Linked DNA regions of Salmo salar: region 2 is linked to region 1. A link is a contact called in public Hi-C data. All regions are on one chromosome and are shown on one strand. The core of a region is the stretch at or near the end of the contact, and the rest is flanking DNA. Distances in the headings are between cores, read along the strand shown.

What was found. A called contact is a pair of places that touch in the nucleus more often than the background predicts.
Region 2: a Hi-C map of gill shows a contact between it and region 1, with 4 times the contacts expected there. The contact joins the enhancer-like site here to the promoter of wdr45b in region 1. A contact is called at or near these places in 2 of 3 Hi-C or Micro-C datasets (blood and gill).

What each region holds. Positions count from the first base shown.
Region 1 is chrssa28:11,788,267-11,791,418 of Ssal_v3.1, forward strand. wdr45b (WD repeat domain 45B) reads left to right here and starts at 1,669. Exons shown (of 10, transcript XM_014179516.2): 1 at 1,669-2,000. The coding sequence starts at 1,934.
Region 2 is chrssa28:11,825,078-11,828,229 of Ssal_v3.1, forward strand. No RefSeq gene overlaps it. Among protein-coding and RNA genes, the nearest start is that of LOC106589480, 4.3 kb to the left of the region's middle. Within about 2 kb of position 1,609, at least 11 of the 13 cell types and tissues checked have an H3K27ac peak or open chromatin away from gene starts, as enhancers often do. A contact at or near this core is called in gill, where this site is marked.

The sequences.
Region 1 (3,152 bases), core at 419-2,918:
CACTCATGGAACAAAACCATTTGTTTTTTTTATGTCAAAATACTGAGCCCACGAGTCCTTTGTGAGCTAGCTAGCCTGCTAGTTAACCTTAGCTCACTGTTCGTGTGGTCAGACTTTTCCCCAGACCCCACATGCTAACTAGTGAATATTTAACATTAGCTAGTTAGCGCTAATCACTAACGTTAGGCACATTCGCTAGCATGTCGCCACCAGTCAGGGAAGTCCAACGACACCACGTGAGATAGTGTTAGCTAGCTAACATTGCACCCTAACTAATGTAGCCAACTAGCTAACAAAGGTGCCTAACTAGCTAGCTATATCCTGGCAAGCGGTACTAGAGTGCCAAGTCTAGGACAAAAAGGCTTCTCAACCGTTTTAACCCCCAAGCCATAAGACTCCTGAACAGGTAATCAAATGGCTACCCGGACTATTTGCATTGTGTGCACCACACAACCCCTCTTTTACACTGCTGCTACTCTCTGTTTATCATTTATGCACAGTCACTTTAACTATACATTCATGTACATATGACCTCAATTGGCTCGACCAATGAGTGCTACCGCACATTGGCTAACCGGGCTATCTGCATTGTGTCCCGCCACCCCCTCTTTACGCTACTGCTACTCTCTGTTCATCATATATGCATAGTGACTTTAACCATATCTACATACTACCTCAATCAGCCTGACTAACCAGTGTCTGTATGTTGCCTTGCTACTTTTATTGCCTCGCTACTGTTTTTCACTGTCTTTTCATTTCTTTACTTACCTATTGTTCACCTAATACCTTTTTTGCACTATTGGTTAGAGCCTGTAAGTAAGCATTTCACTGTAAGGTCAACACCTGTTGTATTCGGTGCACGTGACAAACTTTATTTGATTTGACCTCATAAAAAAGTATGACTACACAAACCTTGAACTAACATTAACTAGCTGGCTAACTCACAAAGGATTTGTCAAAATTAAAAAGGCAATTATGCTAGCCTACGCTGATTTTCTTTTTACTTGTAAGGATGGTAACGTGTGTTGTACACATAACTAGTCAGGGGATATCTTGATAATTTTTAAAAGCATCTAGTTAACCACAGATCTTTGACCTAACCAAAATAGCTTGTTAGCAGCTAGCAAACAGGGCTTACCTTATCCCACAGCTCTAGCAAAGCCTCTGTGTGGAGGATTTTCCCACCTTGGGCTTTGAGTGATTACATCAAAGCTTGCGACAGGATGTGTAGTACTTGTGTATGATAGCCACATTAGCATCTAATTAGCATTTCATTTTTGTGGGTAATTACAGGCAAATATATTCATAAAGGTTACCTTGTCCAACAGAGGTTTGCTCAGTTATCAAAACGTCACACCAGGGTAAGCCTACACAAAACACTGCCCTTATTTTAAGTGTTTCTACAATCCCCTATGGGAAAAATGAATGGTGGAAAAACGATTGAAACCATTTTCCTGTTTGACCACTAGATTTTATGGGAATTATGACACCTCCACTGTGAGTCTTTATTACACACTTTACTTATTCCATGGATCCCTTGGCCAAAGTAGTTTAATCTGTTGTTAGTATTATTAATAAAAAAAATAGAAATGTAAAACATATTTTGAGATATGGCTGCGGACCCCTGCAGTACCTCCACGGACCTCTCCCAACTTTGAGAACCTCTGAAAGCTGACTGCTATCGCATTGGTGTCTATGGGTGTGCCATCCCCTTAAGCAGACAACGGTAAACGGCCTGATTGAACTATCTTCATTTATCCACCATCTTTGATGAAACTCACACTCGATCACTCGGTGCTCTTTTGAGCGTCCTGGATGAACCAAGAGCTGTGTTGTTTTTCCTAACTGGCTGTCTGGCACAGGAAAAATGGTAGCTAGCTAGCATTCTGTGGAAATTTGACTAACGTACGACTGAGATTATCTGATCGAAATAATGAATTTACTACCATCAAACGCACATGGGAACGGACTACTGTACGCGGGATTCAACCAGGATCATGGTGAGAAATTGTCTCTTCATCGAAATCTTCTTTGGTTGCCAGTTCTGTCGACGATGCCATCCTAACGATGTTTTGAGGCCGGGCTGTAATGCTGCATTCATAACCAAGTGGGAAGGTGGTAATTACCAGTTGTGACGTCGTAAAGCAAGTTAGATCTACTTTAAAAAAATGTAACCTTTATTTAACTAATTTCAGTTAGCTTTACATTCCAGCTCAGGATTCATCCATACTACGACGGTGGATATTGCACCTCCGCCTGCCGCTAACTCTAGCAGGCTTGTAACTGCCTGTACATGCCGAACTCTTCATTGAGACAATGCTAAAATATCAATTCTTGGGTGAGTCAGTGCCACATTTTCATTTGTGCCTAAATACAAATGAAAGAAAAGTTATCTTGCAAGTTCAGCAGGCTATGGTGTGAAATAGGCATTTAGAAGCACTGTCTTTATTTTATTACTTATCGCTGGTGCCATCTTTGTATTTAGTATGATCCCCATTAGTTGCTGCCAAGGCAAAAACTATATTTAATGATGATGCAATCTTTGCAAGAGGGAGGGAATCTGATTTAATTGCTCCTCAACTCACAGCTCTGTCATTTCATTCAGGGTAAGTGGAGTTAGCAATGAGTTAGCCTGCCCTGGAGCAGGTTTGTTTACCTGGCTAAAAGGTGAGCCACTTTCTTATGGCCGGGTATCACGAGTTGAACTCAGTTGACCAAAGTTACCTCGCCAGCTCCTCAAACCTGCTTCTTGGATAACCCTCTGTTGGATGCATTCAAGTGCTTTGACTCATTAATAAACTCAGATTTGCTAATGGCCAACAATCTGTGTCAACCATCAACTAAAAGTACAGCTGTCATGCTTGTAAACGTATTATATGCTCATAAAACGTATTAATATATTGCTTTTTATAAATAATGTTTGATTTAACCTGCCAAAAATTCTGTTCTCAAGGTAATTTCCTGACAATGTAAAGTCAGCATGTGGAGCTCAGGGATGATTGACGAGTTTCCCACTAGTAATTACCAGTAGGAGGGGCGTTCAATTTGGGGTGTCAGTCGTATGTGGTAAATACCAACTTCCCACTTGGTTATGAACGCAGCATTACACCCAGCCTAAGCTAGTTTGCTAGTTAGTTATGTCTAGCTAACGT
Region 2 (3,152 bases), core at 359-2,858, 37 kb after region 1:
CTACTAGGAGGATCAACCAGGTAGCCCCCAACAACATTGCGGTTAACCTGGCTGCACAGCGAGGCGCAGGGGCACAGACCCCCAGTGGGCGGCACCGACCTACCTCCAGTTGAAGCTGCAGGAGCCGAGACGCCCTGCAAGAGGTGTTCTGTTTGAGAGTTGGTAAAGCAGTATACCACACTATGGAGCCAATGACTAGGTTTGGCAAACACAACATGTCTCTGACACCATGGCACTGCCTAGGCGTGCCATGCCCCGCACAGAAATACCATCGGAAGACGGGTCGACTGCATCTCACTCGGAGTGAGGTCAGCCGGGGTTATTGGAAAATTGCTAAATAATACAAATAGGTATCATGAGTGTTATTTGACGATAAATAAGCCGTAAAAGGAAATTCTAATAGTGTATTAATGGATTATGTCCCCCGGAGTGACAGCTATTTCCTCTGGTGTGACTCCTATATTAATCTTAGTCTGTTCAGACCATGTGCTCCATCAATGGCTTTTGTACTTCCCAGTGGCAACCCGTCATTCAGGGCAGGTGGGGGCAGAGCCCCACCTGTTTTGAGCCCCACCTTTTTAGCAAAAAAAACAAAAAACAATAACATATTTTTTAAACAATGTAAAAAATATATAAAAATCATTGAGTTAACAAAGCTGCATACAAACTTGGTCTCTGTTTTGCTTTCTTGGGTAAGTCAGCTCCAAAATGCAGGTGTTTCAGCCTAGCCTATTGGTTAACTATTTAACTAACTATTTAGCAGTCTTATAGCTTGGTGGTAGAAGCTGTTCAGGGTCCTGTTGGTTTCAGATTTGGTGCATCAGTACCGCTTGCCATGCGGTAGCAGAGAGAACCGTCTCTGACTTGGGTAGCTGGAGTCTTTGACAATCTTTAGGGCCTTCCTCTGACACTGCCTGGTATAGAGGTTCTGGATGGCAGGAGGCTTGGCCCCAGTGATGTACTGGGCCGCACGCAGTACCCTCTGTAGCGCCTTGCGGTCGGATGCCAAGCAGTTGCAATACCAAGCAGTGATGCAGCCAGTCAAGATATTCTCAATGGTGCAGCTGTAGAATTCCGTTCTGTGGGTGTGCCGTGATGCGGCTTGAAGTGACTGGTGACATATTTAATGGACAGCGGTGGATTTTGAACACACAACTCAACCCTTCCCCGTTTTTCCCAGTTTGGGTTTGGTAAAGTTGAATGGGGTGAGGTAGGTCCTGATCAAAGTGCTCCTTCTTGGAACGGGGGATTCTGTTGTTGGGTCACATGATTCAAATTCAAACAGTCCATCCTGCCGACAGTCGATCCTGCCGTGTCTTCTATGCAGCCGAGCAGCCTTTTAGTTTACAAATCGTAGTACCCACAATGCTCCAGGCGACTCGAAATGTTATGGAGGTCAAATACAAAGGTGTGGATATTAGAAATTAACTTCGATAGTCCATATTTAATAGCCTATTAATTCACAAGACGTGTAAATGGCCAACGTGACAAGGTGTCATCGTTGAATGTCCGGTGCTTAACTCTATGATTGCAACATGAACAAGCGTGGCGCATAGAGAACATTCCATGTGGCATGTATGCGCGTTCGTTTATCGATGACATCATCACATAGTGGAGTTGCATTCAAGATCAAATCTGTCTGAACGTTTTACTGAAATGTACAAGTTGGGGAAACCAGCTGACTACCTTCTTTTGAATTTCACCTTTAGAAATCTCTAGATAAACATGATGTGGAGTCGAGTCAGTTTGCCCTTTTTATGTCACTGAAAATATTTGTACACGGGTATATGTGTGTGCAGAGACTGGTACTTGTTCATGAATAATGACAGCTCACTGTTCACATTTCTCCATAATTGTCTCTGCACTGCTGTGATCAAGACTAGATAGCTTGGGGGTGCATGCATCTCAATAGTCTACTAAAGTAGTTGCTGTTTATAATCCCCTACTTCCTTTGCACTGATTTGAAAACAAAGGCGTGAAAGCAGAACGTTTGATGCTCTTTCAGTTCTGCGCAAGTGAAGGAAGGGTCATCAGGTGCAAGCAAGCAGCTAGATGTTGTTCATTGCAGCAACTTGTCTGTTTTAGAGACAACACTGCCATCTAGTGTTTATAATATATATATAGAGTAGTGCATGTGGTGTCACTAAAGTCTACTTTCTCTGAGGGCCAAACATGGAAAAAGACTGAACAAAGTATTTTATAGTGTGGAATAATTAACCCCTTATTTGTTAATATTATTCAGAACCATAAATTGTGTTTATAATGCAGTAAAGCATAAGCCAGGTGCTTGGCATGGATCAATGAAACGGCATCACCACAGGGGACACCAGAGGGCCACAGAAGTGTCAACTGTTGGCAGAGTGATGGGCTGTCTGTAGTCAGGTAGAACTGAATCCCAGCTTTCTTTGTTAACACGGACGTGCAACACGGTGTTAAGTTCTCTTGCCGCAGTGTGTTAGCACTTCATTCAGTGGTTGTTGGCACCGGATATTGGAAAGACTCTGCGGTATACACATGCTTGGTGTGAACTGGAAACTTAACCCCAGGGGAACAATAGAGGCATTTCAACACCCGAGTGACATGTCAACTGCAGCCTTGATTCTGTGTAACTAGCCTCCAGAGATGAATTAGTAAGGCATGCCTGACACATTTACAAATTGCAGTTCAGCTAAACACAATGACTAAGTGTCCTATGGCCATTATAAGCAAGCTGGGCCTTTATGGCACAGGATGTAGAGGTATGTTGTCTTTGGCACACTGTTAGGCTGAAGTGAAATACTTGTCTTTTTTTCTCTCTTTCAGATGACAATCCCAAATGCCCCCCAAAAATGGTAGGTGATTAGAAATGCTCTGCTTAATATCACCAAAGCAACATTTTCAATCATATAAAATAGCTGAAGGAAACTGAACTAAAAACGACTAGGCCTACATTATTTCCCCCTTTATTAGTTATCTTAAACAATTCCTCTGAGTTGTTGGCAGTGATCATAGGTATTTCTCCAGCCTCCATTGTTCATGTTCAGAGAGAGATTATCACCCAGCACATGGGTGTGTCTGTGTTTGCCACCCTAAACCAGTTGTGTCACATACTACAGTACACGGAAGGTTTACTTTGGTACATGGCTTGCAACATTTATCTGTCCATAAAATCT